Linked DNA regions of Mus musculus: all the other regions are linked to region 2. Evidence: chromatin contacts called from public Hi-C and promoter capture Hi-C data. All regions are on one chromosome and are shown on one strand. Each heading gives the region's core, a stretch centred on a gene start, on an enhancer-like site or on the middle of the called end of the contact. The rest is flanking DNA. Distances are from core to core; before and after follow the strand shown.

The links. Promoter capture Hi-C pulls out the DNA fragments that hold promoters and counts their contacts. Hi-C and Micro-C count contacts between places; a contact is called where the count stands out from the background.
Region 1: a promoter capture Hi-C map of liver shows a contact between it and region 2, with 5 times the contacts expected there. The contact joins the enhancer-like site here to the promoter of Slc25a48 in region 2. A contact is called at or near these places in 7 of 39 promoter capture datasets (the 3T3-L1 cell line, embryonic stem cells, hippocampal neurons and 3 more), 1 of 484 Hi-C or Micro-C datasets (embryonic stem cells), 1 of 115 datasets of contacts at active chromatin or transcription factors (embryonic stem cells) and 1 of 9 other capture datasets (liver).
Region 3: a promoter capture Hi-C map of hippocampal neurons shows a contact between it and region 2, with 3 times the contacts expected there. The contact joins the enhancer-like site here to the promoter of Slc25a48 in region 2. A contact is called at or near these places in 4 of 39 promoter capture datasets (the 3T3-L1 cell line, hippocampal neurons, pre-B cells and 1 more), 1 of 115 datasets of contacts at active chromatin or transcription factors (pancreatic cancer cells) and 1 of 9 other capture datasets (adipose tissue).
Region 4: a contact with region 2 is called in a Hi-C map of epidermal suprabasal cells, with 3 times the contacts expected there. The contact joins the enhancer-like site here to the promoter of Slc25a48 in region 2. A contact is called at or near these places in 3 of 39 promoter capture datasets (embryonic stem cells and stem cell-derived epiblast-like cells), 1 of 484 Hi-C or Micro-C datasets (epidermal suprabasal cells), 4 of 115 datasets of contacts at active chromatin or transcription factors (the 230-238 cell line, embryonic stem cells and pancreatic cancer cells) and 1 of 9 other capture datasets (embryonic stem cells).

The regions. Positions count from the first base shown.
Region 1 is chr13:56,744,642-56,749,051 of GRCm38.p6, forward strand. No RefSeq gene overlaps it. Among named protein-coding and RNA genes, the nearest start is that of Gm45623, 7.0 kb to the right of the region's middle. Within about 2 kb of position 3,015, at least 28 of the 459 cell types and tissues checked have an H3K27ac peak or open chromatin away from gene starts, as enhancers often do. A contact at or near this core is called in liver, where this site is marked.
Region 2 is chr13:56,436,202-56,440,811 of GRCm38.p6, forward strand. It overlaps Slc25a48 (solute carrier family 25, member 48), which reads left to right and starts at 2,154. Exons shown (of 8, transcript NM_177809.4): 1 at 2,154-2,334. The coding sequence starts at 2,289.
Region 3 is chr13:56,804,269-56,808,999 of GRCm38.p6, forward strand. Trpc7 (transient receptor potential cation channel, subfamily C, member 7) reads right to left here. Exons shown (of 12, transcript NM_012035.3): 7 at 245-509. Among named protein-coding and RNA genes, the nearest start is that of Gm52066, 41 kb to the left of the region's middle. Within about 2 kb of position 1,778, at least 37 of the 459 cell types and tissues checked have an H3K27ac peak or open chromatin away from gene starts, as enhancers often do. A contact at or near this core is called in hippocampal neurons, where this site is marked.
Region 4 is chr13:55,990,331-55,994,457 of GRCm38.p6, forward strand. No RefSeq gene overlaps it. Among named protein-coding and RNA genes, the nearest start is that of Gm31542, 82 kb to the left of the region's middle. Within about 2 kb of position 2,556, at least 37 of the 459 cell types and tissues checked have an H3K27ac peak or open chromatin away from gene starts, as enhancers often do. A contact at or near this core is called in epidermal suprabasal cells and pancreatic cancer cells, where this site is marked.

The DNA of each region.
Region 1 (4,410 bases), core at 1,765-4,264, 310 kb after region 2:
ATCTGTCTCTGTCCACCAGCCCTGGGTATCTCACACACACACACACACCATGGGATCCATCTGTCTCTGCCCACCAGCCCTGGGTGTCACACACACACACACACACACACACACACACCATGGGATCCATCTGTCTCTGCCCACCAGCCCTGGGTATCACACACACACACACACACATATACACACACACACCATGGGATCCATCTGTCTCTGCCCACCAGCCCTGGGTATCACTCACACACACACACACACACACACACACACACACACACACACACACCATGGGATCCATCTGTCTCTGCCCACCAGCCCTGGGTATCACTCACACACACACACACACACACACACACACCCACACACACACACACACACCATGGGATCCATCTGTCTCTGCCCACCAGCCCTGGGTGTCACACACACACACACACACACACACACACACACACACACCATGGGATCCATCTGTCTCTGCCCACCAGCCCTGGGTATCACTCACACACACACACACACACACACACACACACACACACCATGGGATCCATCTGTCTCTGCCCACCAGCCCTGGGTGTCACACACACACACACACACACACACACACCATGGGATCCATCTGTCTCTGCCCACCAGCCCTGGGTATCTCACACACACACACACACACACACACACACACACACACACACCATGGGATCCATCTGTCTCTGCCCACCAGCCCTGGGTATCACTCACACACACACACACACACACACACACACACACACCATGGGATCCATCTGTCTCTGCCCACCAGCCCTGGGTGTCACACACACACACACACACACACACACACACACACACACACACACACACATGGGATCCATCTGTCTCTGCCCACCAGCCCTGGGTGTCACACACACACACACACACACACACACACACCATGGGATCCATCTGTCTCTGCCCACCAGCCCTGGGTGTCACACACACACACACACACACACACACACACACACACACACACACACCATGGGATCCATCTGTCTCTGCCCACCAGCCCTGGGTATCTCTTACACACACACACACACACACACGGCTTTGTGTGGGTTCTAAAGATCTGACCTTATCCCTCATATTTGCCTAGTACTTCCCTTACTGTGCCATCATCTTCCAGCCCCAGATTATGAGTGGTGCTCTCTACCTGCTTCTCCCTACTTCCCTTCCTTCCCTCCAAGTCCTCCGACACCACTCTGCTCTCCTTCCAAGCATGGCCTCAGTAATTGTTCCTATATGCTCATATGTATATGCACATACATGTATACTCCCAAACAACCTGCTCACTCAGCCTGTACAATGCCACCTACATGCCTGCCTTCAGGGCTGGCAACCTGGCCCTAGATGACCCATCTGTGCTCCTCTCCAGTAAGACCCTCTTGTGCCTTCAGTATTGCCCGGTTTCCTGTAGTTCCGTGTGTGGGGCTAGGGCCTCTGGGTCTTTCACCTGTCCTCTTTGACATGTCCTTGTCATTTTTCAGCTCCTGTTTAGGTACTCATTCTGGTGAGAGTTTTATGAGTGTAGCAGTTGGTGCAATAACTAAGGAAATGAGTGAGGAGAATTCTCACACCAAAAATCTACCATATGACCCAGCTAGACCACTCCTCCAGGTGTGCCCCAAAGACTCAGCAGATACATGCTCAGCACGTTCATTGGTACTCTCTTTGCAATAGCTAGGAAATAGAAATGACCTAAATGACCTTCAGCTGATGACTGGATGAAGAAAATGTGGTACATAGACACTATGGAAGGCATTCCACTCTGAAGGAAACCAGGAGCTTTCCAAGGAGATGGGTGGAACTAGAAACAGTCATACTGAATAGATAAATCTAGACCCAGAAGTAGAAATGTCACATTTCACTCTTATTTGAGGCTCCTGGTTCCAGATCTTCAGCTAGAGCATATACTGGAGTAACTGTAGAAACCAGGAAAGTAAAGGGGGGGGCATTGACATTGTTGGGGGAGCAATAGGGAGAGAAACAGGTGCAAGTGATCTGATTGTGAAGGCGGTGCTCTGAGAGGGGAGGAAAAAGGGAGATTAAATACAGAAGGAGAGAGGAGACTAAAATAATAGTAAAGACCATACTATTATCTACCTTAGAAACGTATGGCATGTAAACCTGGGTATAACTACATAGTTTAAATAAAATTCTCTCATCTGGGATGCTAGTGCTCTTTCCAAGAGCAAAAGGCCATCTGAGAGCAGCACAATGCAGGAGAGCTGTTCAGGGTTGTCCACGAGACTTCTAGAACATTCCAGGCTATTGCTGTGTCAGCACTTGGGATTTCTGTGATGACAGACCTGCATCCCTGCTGGAGCAGTTCCCAAAAACGATGAAGTCTGCAGTCTGACATGTTGACAGAACACTGAAGTCTGGTCTGATTATAATACTAGGGTTCACCTTCTAAGTTATGTAATGGGGACAATTTTTAGTTAAATTGATTCGAGTTCAACATCATCAGATCTCATCACCCAAATTTCCCAAAGGAAATTCAGTTAAGAAATTAGAGCGGGTAGATCTCTTCTTTCTCATGGAACCCTTGGGCCATGGTATGACAGGTACCTGCAGCTGCTGCCTCGGCAGACCCGACTGTTGCTCGGCTGACCTATAAAGTCAACAGTGCAGCTGGTGTTTCTGCCTGTTGACAGTTGGTGCTCTCTCAGAAAGGGGTGCAGTTTCCTTGATGTGTTTGAAGACAGAAAATCAGAAGAGACATGAACTATTTTAGAGCCCAGGGTTGAATGTGCTCCAATCTGTGTAATCTGCTTTACACCATGAGGGTCCTTCCCCAACTGTTGCGTGTGGGGAAGGCCTTTCATGGCTGGCGCTCATGTGGGCTGCCCCAGAGGACACCTCTAGAACCTAGAAAGTTAAAGTGAAGCTTCTGTGGACGATAAAGAGCGAGAGGACCTGGATAGTGTTTGTGCAGCTCACAGTTGTGTCAACATTAGTTCAGAAGGGTAATTAACAGCAAACATCCCACACTTAATCTCCTCACACGTCTGTGAAGTTTTTCATTAACTTAGAACTGGTTAGGCCACCTGAGTGTTGCCAACAAAGGTGGAGAGAAATGCAAACACAGACGAAATGAACTGGATGCCAGAGAGAATGCTTTGGTGAAATTACCCTGCATCGTCTGCTTAGGGACAGGCAGGACCTTACCTCTGCCCAGTGCTGCACAACTTGGTTCCTTTCCCCAGCCTGTCTCTTCTGACCTTGAGCAACGTAATCCAGCCAATATTTGAGAACGGTTACGTGTCATGCTGTGGATATACAGATAAAATAAATTCTTTTCCTGTTCATTTTCATTCTCAATGGAGGCGGCAGACAAGGGAAATAAAATGTCCGTTCACTGGTAAGTTCTGAGGAGGAAATGGGAAGTGAGTGGGGGCGGGGGGAGTCACAACCGTAGATGTCACAGCCAGGGAAGATCTCAGTGGAAAGCTAAGTTTGGGTTCAAGTCCAGGAAGAGGTGAGGAAGTTGGTTGAACGTTCCCATGCCAGGCCATTGAGAAGGCATGGGAGCGACAGTTCCAAGATCCCTTCTTTCCTGCAGGAAGTAGAGTGTTGGAAGCAAAATTAGGACCATGTACTAATATAAAACTGTGCTCCGTCTCCAAGGGAGAAAATAATAATAATAACTCAAGTGTTACATCCACAGAGACGAGAAAAGCTAGTTGTTAACACTGGATTACCACCTTTGGGGAACAGGCTGCTTGGAGACCCAGTCTATAAGGAAGAGTTTCGACCCCGTATTTTCTAAGATACAGGTTTAAGGCACAAAGTCAATGAATATGCAGAGGCCAACCTCACCTTAAACCCTAGCTGTTTCCCCAGTATAATTAACAAATGCCCACTGGATGCTTGTTTGGTGTCTTTAAAAGAAATGCTAGGCATCGTAGAGGAAGTGGTGAGCAGGGTAGATGTCTTCATATGACTGCACGCACTTGTGGGGGAAGAGACAGGCTAATTACAGTCATGACGTTGCTCTTGCTAGGGACGTAAGAAAGGTGGGAACTGGAGTCTGGAGGTGAGGTCAAAGACACTGAGTTTGAAATGACCACCCTTTCGGAATGTAGAGTGAGGTGAGAAGCCGGAAGCAGACACAGGGAAATGGGCAGCCTGTGCTTTCTGCAGTTCACCCTGTTCAGCCGAGTTCATCTCCCCAATGGCTGGGCTAGCCAAGAATATAACTTATCAGTCTGGGGAGCTCAAACAAGTTCTGACAAAGATTAGAAATCAGAAGTATGGGACGGCATTAGCCAGAGGGAAGAGAAAGCAGCTTAATGCGGAAGGTTCTTAGGGATTAAACGGCGGTTTCAAGTTCAAGAAGAATATGAGGACATGAAGCTGGCTGTGGGCTAGAAGGTTCTAGACCTT
Region 2 (4,610 bases), core at 904-3,403:
TCATGGGCATAGCGGAGTACAGCATGAAGCCTAGTGCTGGTGATGACTGTGTGGCTGAATGGGTCACTATGTGCATATGAAGGGAGCTCAGCTATGGGCTGTGGCTTTTCCCTCCTCTGTAGGACATTACAAGACTCCCCTTGCCAACCTGTGCTTCATGCTCTATCCTGCACTCAGAGGGGTGGCTTTGGCTCTAGAATTTAAAAATGAACTCTGTACATATGCCATGGAGGAAGGAGACAGGGCTACAGGAGGATGCTGAGCCTCACTCCTCAGCAGACCCTATAGCAGGACTCAGTGGTCAGAGTCTTGCCTTGGGAGGAGAAGCCTGGCCAGTTGCTCCTATACATTGACCCAAAAGTGCCACCCTAGGACAAGAGCAGGCCAAGCAGAGGCACTTCCTATAGGCAGTACCATGACTCCTGTTACCCTTAGGGCTGTGGCTGGGACCCCAAGCTGCATCCTCGCTGGGAGTTAGCTGGACACCCCTGAACACAGGGTCACCCACAGACACAGGGGAAGGCAGGACATTCCTAATGGAACCTAAAGGTGCCTCATGTGGCCAGCCTGGATGTCCCTGGACTGCAGCTGGGGGCTTTGCTGGGAGTGTGGTCTGCTTACAGAGGGAATCTAAGGCAGAGAGGACCATCTTTTGGCTGCAGCAGTGTGGGTTGAGCCAAAATCTGGTGGGGGATCTCCTGCCACTGAAACCCCCAGCTATGCCTGAAAGAGACTTTGCACCACCAGGTTCTCTGAGCACAGGGCTCTGAGAGGGCGTGGCTAGAGGAAGGGCCACAGTTGACAGGAATTACCTTGCCAGGTCAGCACAGAGCGACACTAACCCCCACCAAGTGTCATCTCAGGAGGGGGATGGAGCAGCAGTGGCTCAATGTGTGTATGTGCATGCATGTGTATGTATGTGTGCTGTGAATGTGTATGTGTGCTTATGTATATGTATGTACATGTATGCATGCACACATGTGTATGTATGTGCATGTATGTGTTTGCATGCATATATATGTGTGTGCACACATGTATGTGCTTGTGTGTATATATTTATATGTGTGCATGCACACCTGTGTGAGTTGTGTACAGGTATATCTATGTATGTGTGTGCATGTGAGTGTATATGTGTGTGCACGCATGTATGTGCATATGAGAGAGACAGTGTGTGTGTGTGTGTGTGTATGTGTGGAGAACCTTAAGTCTCCTATGCTGTTTCCCACTAAGCTGTCAAGTGCTCCTCCTGTCTATGAGGACCCCCCCCCCCCCACTCAACTCTGAAGTTCCAGGCACCCAACCATGTCAGGCATTTGTATGGGCTCTGGGACCCCAAACTCAGGTCCTCATGCGTGCACAGCAGGTGAACTTTCCACTAACCCATCTCCCCAAACTGTTGTGGATAGCCCTGGGGATAATTATATTTGATATTAATTCTGGTCTCCTGTGAGTGGATGGGAACAAGGAATGAGTCAGCCAGCACTCAGGTGGTTTCCTGTAAACCTGCTTCCCACCTTAATTTGTAAAATAAAGGCGAGCTGCTGATTGGGCAGATAAAAGGGAAGGTGGAGTGGAAGATGAGGAGAGAGAAGGAGGAGAAAATGGAAGGTGAAGAGCAGAAGCACATGGCCTGGAGAAACCTCAAGTTCTAAGGGGTCTCATAAACTGTGGAAGATGGTAGTGGAGTGGTAGATCTGCCCAATCTAGGCGCACAGCATGTATTCATATTAACTGAGTCATGTTTTCATTGCCCGGGCATATTTGGGAGGAGATTTACTGCAACACCAAACCTTCCGTTAGTAAGTGCAGGACTGTTTGCTTTAACACAGGTGAGTCTTCCAGGTGAGTTCTATTGCAGGCAACATTTGGTGGTTGTAAAGCGTCCGTCCCTCTTTCCGTCTTTTGATGAACTTTGCAAACTGTTAAACAGGGACCGGTTCCTCTGGCTGGCGCTTCCACCTGAAGACTCAGAAGCTGTACTGTTGGGGAGAGAGTAGTGTCAAGAAGAACCAAAGGAATTCCCCTAAGAGACTGGGGCCCCGCCTCCTGGATCACACCTTGTCGAAGTGCTGTGCCTTTAAGGTCTTTTGGGGGCGGGTTGTCAGCCACCCGCCCTCATTCGCTGACAGCCCGAGCGCGGGTGGCTGGAACTCGGAGTTTAGAGAAGAACTTGCAGGGTGACGGAGTCGCGCCTCTGCTGTGTTCCTGATCCGGTGGGGCCATGCCCGACACACACTGAGCGCGTGTAGCGCCGGCTGCGGGAGGGCGAGGCGCACGCCGTGTCGGTCATGGGCAGCTTCCAGCTGGAAGACTTTGTGGCAGGCTGGATCGGAGGTGAGTTTGCTTGCGAAAGACCACCCCCACCCCCGCACCACAGGGCAAACTGCCCGGCGGCGCCAAGCCAGCTGTTCGCACCCAGTGTGCTCAGTGCTTTGCATTGCCCATCCAGGAGTGAGCTACGCCTGTAGCACCGGGTGTCCCTAGCCCAGTCCGCTTGGCTGGTCCTGAGTTCCCTCCTAATTTGTGAAGCCAAGCTCTTTAAGAGTCACATCGATTTTCTCGAGCTTCTGATTTGCCTCAACTTAGGCTCCAACGTAACTCGGGTCCCATAATGATTAAACCGCTGGTCAGGGCAGACAACCAATGGAGTCACCCAAATATGCGCACACCCTTCAGTGACCGGGGGCATACCTGAGTTGGTGACATCTCCAAGTTACTAGCGCTTGGGTTAGCGCTTGGTTTGGCAGCTGAAATCCGGGTCTCAGGGCGGCCAAGAACTTGGACTTCAAGATCAGGTTGTCTTAAGGGCATTGATCCTGAAGGGAGCGGAGCCCGCAGGGTAGGAAGTCGAGCGCTGTGGTGTAGTGGCTCGCGACACTACAGCTGAGAGGAATCCCTCTGGTTTGGCCGCCTTCAGCACCCCCATCTTTAGCTCTTCTGAACTTTTTGGTACCCCACCCCAACCCCTCAGCTGTTGCTAGGTTCACCACCAAGCCGGAGTAGTTAACAAAAGTAAAGTTTCTGAATAAAGTCCAGCTGGAGCTTGCTGTGTCCTGAGGTCTCTCTCTGTCAAGTCAGAGGCTGAGAGCCTGAGTCTCTGCCTCAGGCTCCCTGCAAAGCCGGTCTCATAGCCAGTCACCTGCAACCCATGGACAGGATGCTTAGCAGGTTCCAGGTAGGCTGAAGTACCTGTGCTGTGTCTTCCAAGGTTTGTATTCTCCATTAAAAAATGCCTCCAGCTCAAGTGTATGATTTGATGATTTTTAGTAACTCCATCAAGAGGTAAAACACCCCTCTAAGCTGCAGAGTATTTTTATGCCTCATCTTCCCCGTGAGTCACAGTTGTGCCCCTGCCTCTCAGAACAGCCACTGTCCTCTACATTTGCTTTTCTTGGCTATTGTGTATTGAATCCTGCATCCCGTGCCCTTTGCTCCGCTTATGCGTATTTCTCTCATTACATAGCAACCCCAACGAAGTAGGTGCCTTTACAGCCTTATTCAGCAGATAGGAAATGGAAATATAGAAGAAATTGGTGACTTTCCTAAGGTGAGCATCTGCAGGCACTAGGACTCTAATCCAGGCAACAGGGCACCAAGGGTTTGCCTAGGGCCTTGAAAGTCCTTGAAAGTCCTTGAACCCCCAAACTTGCCTATAGCAGTTGTCTTTCTTAATGACACTGTGCAACAAAATTTCACTACAATATCCTCCACATTTGTTTGAAGCTCAGCAGACTTTCCAAGCTTCGGAAACTACTGCCTTAGTACCCTCCCTTTTACTTTGCACCCCTGATTTCAGGTAGGTGGTAAGGGTGAACAGGGAGGTGCCTGTCTGCAGCTGACTCTGAGCTACTTCTCCAGATGTGGGGATACCTGCCCTGCTCTAGGCAGGGAGACGAGGTACCCTAAGAGCTGAGCCCCTCCCTCCCTGCTGGACAGAGTGAGGATTTGCCTGCTTCTATTCACCTCTGGGCTGCCAAGTTCACGGAGTGTGGAGGGTGAAGAAGACAGAAGGTTCTAGACCAAGCAACAAGTGTCCTTGTTGCCTGGCTTGTTAAACTCACGTCTGATGGCAGAGTTGTCATCCGTGTGGTAGGGGAATTGGTCATGGAGAAAGAGCCCTGTGTGACTGTCGGTTGCTGAGCACCACAGAGGCTTCTTAACCTAGGTCTGGGACTGTTTTACACCAGTATGTGTGTAGCCAAGTGTTTTGTCTGTCTGTCTGTCCCTCTCTCTTTCTCTCTGTCTGTCTGTCTCTCTCTGTCTCTCTCTGCCTCTGTCTCTCTCTATTTGCTTCTCTGTCTGACTGTCTCTTTGTCTCTGTCTGTCTGTCTGTCTGTCTCTCTCTCTCTCTGTCTCCCCCTTACACTCCTGCTTTGAAGCTATTCATTTCATTGTTTGCTAAACACGTGCTTTAGAGTTTACTGTTTAACATGACCAAAGAAGAGCCTATGTTCATTCAGTGATCACTCCTAATTCCCCTCCCTATAGCCCTAGAACCTATTTATCTGTTTTTCTTGTGGATTTGCCTATTCTACCTAATACATTTAAATAAGGTTGCATAGCACACCTTTGTGTCTGGCATCTCTTGCTTAGCATACCATGGTTTTTAA
Region 3 (4,731 bases), core at 528-3,027, 370 kb after region 2:
AAGGCTAACCTCATCTGCATCATCCTTTGCAGGCTAGCCTTAGCTACATAGTGGCAAAGTGGGGGATTTAAGTCCTTTGTTCTTCTAATGTCAGAACCTAAACCTTAAAACAATGAGAGCAAAACTCACACCAACCTCAAGGAGGCCTGAGTTCTGCAATGAACTGCCTGAAGGAGGTCCACAGGGACTCCCCAGATGCCCAGAGATGGCATCTGGGAGGGAGCAGCGTGCAGCGGGTACTCACGTGGTAAACGCTGGGTTGTACTTTGCACCTCGGTAGTAGGAGTACAGGTTGAACATTCCGATCATAAAGGCCACAAATACCATGATAAAAATGACCATGAACTTGAAGATGTCTTTCACAGTTCTTCCCAGGGAGATCTGCAAAGGTCCGAAGCTCTCATTGGCTGGCAGGATGTAGGCGATCCGGGAGAAGCTGAGGACAACCGCAATGGCGTACAGCCCTTCCGAGATGATCTGGGGGTCTGAAGGCCACCACTTATCCCTGGCTGAAAGGAAAGAATCTGTGTTACTTGTGTGTGTGTGTGTGTGTGTGTGTGTGTGTGTGTTACTTGTGTGTGTGTGTGTGTGGGGGGGAACCTGCTCTGGTAGGCATCTTTAAAGACTTGATTTTATTATTTTATGTCTGCATGGGTGCAGTGACCCAAGAAGGGTAGAGGGGCTTCAGAGCCCTTCAAGCAGGAGTTACAAGTGGTTGTGAGCCATCTGAAGGGGTGCTGGAACTTGGTCCTTTTGCAGAGCAGCAAGCGTTCTGTACTGCTGAGCAATCTCTCTGCCCGTTAGGCACAGGTAGCATTCTCGGTTGTCCTCTCTGCCTTTGGGTAATCCTAGCACACGAGATGCCATTCTTTTGGAATGAACTGTCTCTCCTGCTCAGAACTTAACTTCAGATCTGACTCATTCCCAGCCATCCTTCATGATTCAGTTTAGGAGTGATCTCTTTCCAGAAGCTGCCCTTAACTCCAGCAGTCTGGGTGGGGTTCCTGGTCTCCCGTGAGCTCCTGTGGTGTCCCGTGTATATCCATTCTGACAAAGGCTGCAGGGCTAACCATCACATTCCCCTCCTCCATGCACAGGAGCTGAGCCCCACACTGGGGAAGCATGAGGAGGCAGTAGAGACCAGCATGGGCTGGACTCAGTCAACTGGGTTTTCTGAGCCACACTGTCCCTGTGTGTGATCACGGCAGACAATCTCACTAGCCTTGAATGACTTTGACTGTTAAGCCACACATGCCAAGAGCTTGGGGCAGGGTCTGTGCAGAGCAGGCACGGATAAATGCCTGTGAAGTGGCTGAACAGACTTCGAACCACATGTTCAGATAGCCACAAGCCAGAACAAATCAGTTTCCGGGGACCAGGAATCTGAAGGGTCTGCCTGTGAACATAATCTTGCTCTGTCCCTCCCTTCACCCCAAAAGTATATGCTGGCAGCCTTTCTCACTGACTGAGTGAGGGTCTCAAAGGGGGTGACCAGCCACACAGCCTTGCCACAGCACTATTGGAGGGACAATGTTGGTGTTTACTGGTGAGTCCTGTGGCCCGAGCTGCCTTACAAGAATCGCTATAGCTGAGTGAGCCTCTACTGGGCCTTACCACAGGCCTACTGTCTAAGGAACAGCACTCAGCCTGGCTCCTAGGTGTCAGGACAAACAGTACGTCTCAGGCGAGGGCCGTTACCTCCCTCCTGGACAGTGCTGGTGCCTGCTTCTCAGTGTCTGGGCAAGAGTACTCCCCAGATGCTGAACATCCTCTATCGCCCCAGACTGCACCACGCGGTACAAACTGCCCTGCTGACAAAGCCAGCAGCATCCCCGTTGAGAACTGCTGAACGAAGCTTAAATGAAAAACATTGAGAAACTTAAATTAGCCCGCACACTAAATTAGCTGTGATTTTCACAACAGCCCCGTAGAGCAGGCATTACTGTTGCCATTTTAAAGATTGGATTTGGGGGTATGGGGCCCTTTTCTGAGCCAGTAAGTGCAAATAGAGAGCCTATTACAAGGCGATTCTTGGCACCCCACGGGAGATGGAGGGGGGAAGGAACTTTATTCTTTATTTTCAAAGCTAGGCTCTCTGTTAAATTAATTATAATAGAGAGAAACCTTTAGTAAGGGAAGCTGTGCCGACAGTTTAATGTAGCGCATTCCAAATTACATTTGGAATGCAATAACACAGATTTTAAGTTCTTACCAAAGTCAGAATTCAGAAACCCATGAAAGACAAAGTATGTATTTTCTAAAATACCTGCTGCTCTCTATGGATAAATAACACATACATTTCACATGAAATCATGAAATGTTTCTATTAAACAGGCACTAAAATGAGTTCCTGTCTTAATGTCACCTACAATTCTCCACCTTCCATCTCAGCTGTAACAGAAAAAGCTGCTCCGAGGTAGCTGTAGTTTCTGGAACTATGTTCCTGGAGGCCGAGGTTGGACTTCCGGTGCAGATGACTCTGCCTGAACCAGCTTGTCACAGCTGGGTGGGCATAAAACAAACGGCACTGCGTGATTCACACAAAGGGATGTTCATCTTGGAGCTGTTTCCATCAGAAAAGAAGTCTTTTCACACAACCTGAACCCACCTCTCTTCCAGCCTACGTTTTTGATACTGAACTGGTTGCACGGCTCGCCGGCAAGGCTCGCCACAAGAGGGCGCTCGGCCCCCATAGCTGGAGCTCATGCGCGCAGCAAGAGCTCCGGAACATTTCCAAGCGCCCAAGGTGAACCGGAAAAGGCAAGGACAGTATTGTGCTGTGGGCTGAGCTGGGACCGAATACAACTCACAGGGGAATAGAAGTCAACATAGAACAATGCTGCAGCCTGCATCGTGACATTAAGGAGAGTGCGCCCATCTTTCCACGAGACGCCAAAGCAGCATAGACCGGAAAACATACATGATTCAAGAAAACCCTGCATTTGTTAGCCAGCAAATGTTGGGAGCAAGGGGCAGGAAGCAGTGGTTGTGACAGGAGCTTGCTCATCTTTTACCACATTTGCGTTACGTGGACAGTTCGCTAAAGGTCATGGCCGTACCCCGCCATTCTGTGGTTAGAAGGGCCATTTGTTTTTATCTACCAGGAGGGACATTTGACATTCAACCCCTTTAAAATATGTGACAGTAATTAATACTTACTAAGCAGCAATCACCTCCGCCCCCTACCCCTAATCCCCCACTACCTCCACCCCTTCCACTTCGACCTCCATCCCCCTACCCCCAACTCCTCCACTACCTCTACCACCCCCCTCCACCCCATCCTTACCCCACCTCCTCCACCACCACCTCCACTACCACCTCCACCCCACCCCTAATTCCCAAACCTCCTCCCTCCTCCCCTCCCCTGCTCCCCCCCCCAAAATCTCCAAGCCTTCCCTCCTCACCCTGTTATCATTCTCTTTTACAACACGGGAGTACAGTGAATGAGGTTTTTAAAAAAAGAGGTAGTATTGATAATAACTGTTACCACCTAGTGAACTTTTACTATGATCATGGATAATGCACACATCTTCAATCTGCATCATTTTTATTTAACCCAAAACAAACCTTTTGACTTAAGAGTTTTTTTTTAAAAAACAAAACAAAAAAATGACTTAAGAGATTTTAATCCTCATCTTACACATGAGAAGTGGACACACAAAAGTTAACTAAACAAAAATAGAAAGTAAAGTATGGAGCTAGACTTGACTCCAGATCTCTCTAATTTTAAAGGTTTGGAACAAAATTAGCTAACTGGGGGCTGCAGAGATGGCTTGGTGGTTAAGAGCGCTGCTCTTCCAGAGGCCCCAGGTTCAATTCCCAGCCTTCACATGATGGCTCTGAACCTCTGCTAGGACCAGGTATGCATGTGGGTGCACAGACGTACATGTATGTAAACAGCCATACACAAAAATAAAAGAAAAATATAGGCTATGATTTTTCAATTAATTGAGGGCCAGGATTTTCTCTTATATAAAATAATATTGTGCTTCTGGTAACATCATAAGAGCCCTACTGGGGTAGGCTAGAGAGACAGACAAAGGAAGACAGAAAAAAGACAAAGGAAGGTAAAAGACCCCTTCCCTGTGGGGTCTAGTTAAACTCTGAGTCAAGAACCCCAGAACAATTAGCACAGGAGGAATGCCAACAGACGGCCATACGCCCGGAATCTGGTAGAAGGGACTGTGGGGAACACACATGACTTGACTCATTGGTATATCAAAAGACCTCCTGGACTTCTAGAACACTGTCAGTGCAGGCACTAAGATCAACCACAAATCAAAGGGACCTCACAGAGCTGAAAGCTTCCATATGGGAAAGGACACCATCATTTGGTCAAAGCAGGAAACTGCAGAGTGGGAAAATATCTTTACCAACTATGGATCTGATGGAGGGTTAATATCTACAATATATAAAGAACTCTAAGCAACCGGACATTAAAAAAACAAACATCCCAGTTAAAAATGGGGTACCTGACTATGTGGGGAGTTCTCAAAATAAGAAACACAAATGGCTGGGGACACCTAAACAAACAGCCAACATTTGCATCAGGGAAATGCAAATCAGAACCTCTCTGAGATTCCATTTCACACCTGTCAGAATGGCGAAAATCAATAAAATGAATGAGCCCTCACCCCTACCTCAGGAGCTATGGACAGTGGATGGCTTCTGTGAGGGGGGAGGGTCTATTTTCTTTAAGGATGTGGCTCCGGTAGGATGACCATGTTCCAG
Region 4 (4,127 bases), core at 1,306-3,805, 450 kb before region 2:
GCTATGAGCATCGTAGGAGGAAGAAATCACACCCACCCCTTCTGGCTTGATCCTGTCCATCTGCCCATTTCTAGACTTGCAGGAGGCATGTGGACGTGTGGTACTCACTTCATATCTCAGTGAGCATCGCTCCTGTGTGACTGGACAGTGGCGTCTGGTCTGGCTGATAGATGCGGTTCATTCAGCAAGGGGGTGGGTGCTTGGACGCATGTCACTTAACCCACTGACACACATCTGTTCCTGTTGCTCCCTGGCATATAGGGCAAACGGCTCATGAAGCAGAAAGGAGGGAATGTGTGGTCTACCGGCCTTGGGGTGGGAACATGTCAGGCCCTGTTGACTTGTCTCTGAAGGACCTTCTTGCACACCTACAGAGGGGACTCTGGTTTTAACCACCAGACTCCAGTCACCAGGACTGTCTCTTAGTAGGGCAGTTTCCCCCTAGAGAACAGTACTGTTGAAGGCTGGCCTCAGGGCGGGCACTGTGCTGAGACTGTGAGGGAACAGAGTAGGCAGGTGACTGGCTGTGGTCACGTAGCTGGGTCTAAATAGCGCACACTTACACTCTGGTGCCTGGGAAGGAAGGGCTGAGGCAGGAGGCTGAGGTAGAGATCTGGGGGTGTGGTAAGAGGTTGGGAAGGAGTTGGACAGTTGTGGAGTAAGACAGGAAGTGGCAAGGCAGGAGGCTGGGAGTGCTGGGAGGCTAGGTCCAGAGTGTCAAAGACTTCATCCAGGCGTGTATAGTGGGATTTGACAAATAGGTCTCCAGTGGAAAAATGGGAGAGAGGGCGAAACAAAACAGGGTGAAGTACAATAACGCCCCAATTTGAAGCGCTTGCTTTGCGTGTGTGATGTTACTATTCACATCATGGCTGCGGCTGACTGGAAGTATCTTGAAGGGGAAGAAGACTGACTGCCAGGTGTCGTGAGTGGCAGGACAGCGTTCGGATGGCCCCTGATCGATCGGGCTGCCCTGACTCTGGACTGCAGGGTGCTGCAGGACACCGAGAACAGGGGTGTCAGGACGGAGGTAGAATGACGAGAGCATATCTGTCTACTCTTGGGGACAGTTGACGCCGAGCCAGGGCTTTGTGTACTTGGCAATGCGAACATCTTTCTGTCTGCGGTGTCTGAAAGCACGTTTCTCAGTGAGAAGCTTTTGCAAGCAAAGACCTTGGAGCTCCCAGCCCACTTTGCCCTCTGAGGTCAGGCTGGACCTAGATTGGTTTCAGATGGGAGCCTTTCCTTGCAGATGTCCAGTCCAACGAGTTAAAAACAGCATATATTCCCCTAAGAAATAATCTAGGAATATTTAGTTGGAAATGTCTTTCTCTTTCTTGGAAAGAAATGTGGTTGGGATTTTAGGACCAAGAGGCTCACAGAGCATACCAGGGTGCGTTCATCCATCCGCCCTTCCAGGACAGCTTTGGACCCGCAGGGAAACAGCCTGGGCTTCTTACCTTGCTCCATACAGAGCATCAGCCTGGCCCCATGGCTCTGCTGGTCCACACTAAGGACAACGGGTGACCTTGGCTCTTGTTCCTTTTGATTTTAATGCCAATGAGCCTTGGCACACAACTATCATTGTAGCTTTTTGGACGTCGTACCTGGTGCATCGTGCTAACTTACAGGGCATGGGGCTCTGGGCTGTTTTCTCGCTTGGGTCCTGGCTGAGAATGGACAAGGGATAGGCAGGGCAGTACCCTCTCTTAAGCCAGACTGCGGAAACCTTCTGGCCAGATGTCTGGCTCAACCTCAGCCTACCTGGGCCCTGGGCTTCTGTGGCTTTGGTGACTTCTAAAACCCTGCCTGCTCCATCCCCCAGGACTGGACTGAGGCCCAAGATCACCTATGATGCACTTCCCTCCCTATAGGGGTAAGACCTGCCCCTGAGTCTCTGCCAGTGCCCACAGGTTGATTGGTGGCTTTTCCACTTGTCTGGCCTCGTTTGCCTCACCCTGCCCTGCCCAGGGAGAGGGATTGCTGATTTGGGCAAGGTCTCTCCTTCTGGAGCTTCCTGGAAGGCCCTGAGTGGGAAGAAAGGGTGAGGTGAGGTCCGAGTTCTCTCTTAGGAAGGGAAACACTTGCCCGGCCCTGTGGGTTACCAGGCCCATAGCAGCCACAGGCAAGTTTCTGCTGAGAAACAATGAATGGTCCCTGAGAAAACCTAAAAACTCAGTTTGTAAGAACTAAGTTGGGAAGTTGCCCATGTTCTCTTATGTGTAGACACCAACTGTGTGTAGTCACTAGAGAAGAGCAGAGACTTCCCTAACTCACGGTGAGTTGGTGGCAGAGAGGAATATCAGATCTTGGTCCCCTAGCCAGTGTGTTCAGGTCCCAGGACTTTCTGTGGTCCAAACAGAGGCCTCCGGATAGGACAGCTTATGAAAGCCACACTGTCGTACTGTCAGACCTGTGTCCCTTTCAGGAACACCCCACCACACGCAGCCGCTAATATTCAAGTACGAGGCATGTGCCGGTGTGGAGACCTGCCCTGGGTGGGGCTCACAAAAACATCCCGAGTCCACTCCAGACCTGGTGCCAAGTTGTACGAGAGTCATGTGGCTGTGGTTGTGCTAGTTGTCTCCCTTCATGAGGCAGAGTGACTCAGCAGGAAGAGGTGCCAGGGGAGGCCAAGATGGCAGGCCCTAGGCCTGGAGGAGGTTGTGGAGGTTCTGTTACACCCACTAAGGTACACAGAGGAGGCAGAGGCAGCGTGAACAGAATATGACTGAGTAGCTAGAGCCAGAGTTGGGGTAGAGCAAGGTGGGATTGGGTGGGCTGACTCTACATGACTTCTAATATCCTGGAGAGAGGACTGGCTTGGGACAGTGGCCCCAGGAAGGACCACCAGGCTTAGTCAGTGTCCCTGTATGGGTCCCTCAGATCTGCAGGGAGCTGTCTGCTTTACTGCAGAGGGCATGGCTCAGGAATGTGGAGCACCCTGCTGGCTGGATGAGGGCAAGTATCTGGGCTTCCCTCTGAGTCTCATGGCTGCCCATCTGCCAGTTGGGAATGGCATCTTATAATTGGTGACCTTGTCAGAGGAGGGAGGGAATGAAGGAGGATGCTTAATGAGGGGCATAGCGTGTGAGGTCACTTGTCCCTACGCTAGTGAGTCCCATAGCCGGTCTCTAACCTTCTCCCACAGTCTCCAAGTCAAAGCCTCATCTCTCACCTGACAGAGACCCTATGTGGTCAGGGATGTCATTTAAAGGGCTGGGTCGCATGTCTTCTCTCTCAGCCTTCTGGCTTAGAGTCCTGGGAACACAGGGTAGGTGCCTAAGCAGCCTGCACACACCTCTCACTTCTAAACCTTTCTCGTTAGTTACCGTCAGTCTGCTTCTCAGAGAACAAATAGAAGAGATATGAAAAAATATGGCGGCTAGCTAAGATGTAGATGGATGCTGAACTGGCTTTTTCATCAGGAGTTGAGCCATGCTGAGGCAGATGTGGAAAAGCCCCTCTTCCCCTGGGGACCCAGGCTCTTGGTGTCCTAGAGCTGGAAATCAGGCCTGCCATCAAAACATTGGCCCCGTGCATCGCGGAAGACTCCTGGACTCGGGCAAGGCACATGCATGCATGCTGGAAGCCATGTCCTGCAGGCCTGGGGTAGGGGGCCATTCTCCACCTACTCTCACACCAAGGCATTAGGTCGCTCTGTGACTGGCTCAAGGTCTAGTTCCAGCCTGTTTCTCTCTGTGTGAGCCAGGCCCTGGGGCTGGACTGTCTGCTGCCCCTGGCTTTGCCTGGGTGTCCATAACTCTGTCCTAGAACCTTTTACCTGAGTGCTGAGTAGAGATGGACAGACGGACAGTGCTTTCTCAACATACCCAGCTTCCCTCCTTGGAGATCATCCTTGGCAGAAGGGATTGTGCCAGGTTAGAGTGTGTTTATGTGTGTTTACATATGTAGGCATGTGTGTGCAACCTTGGAGGCTAATGGCTGACTGGAAGTCCACGTGGGGAGATGTCTACGCTTCATTTTCCTAGCTGGAGTTTCAGAGAGAACTCAGTGTATAGAACGGACAAGGAAGGTCCTTCCTCTTCTCAACTACCACTCTGCTAGGCACATGCAGGAAACAGCTGAGGGAGGTACAAGAGCAAAGGAGCCGTAGGGTCTATAGA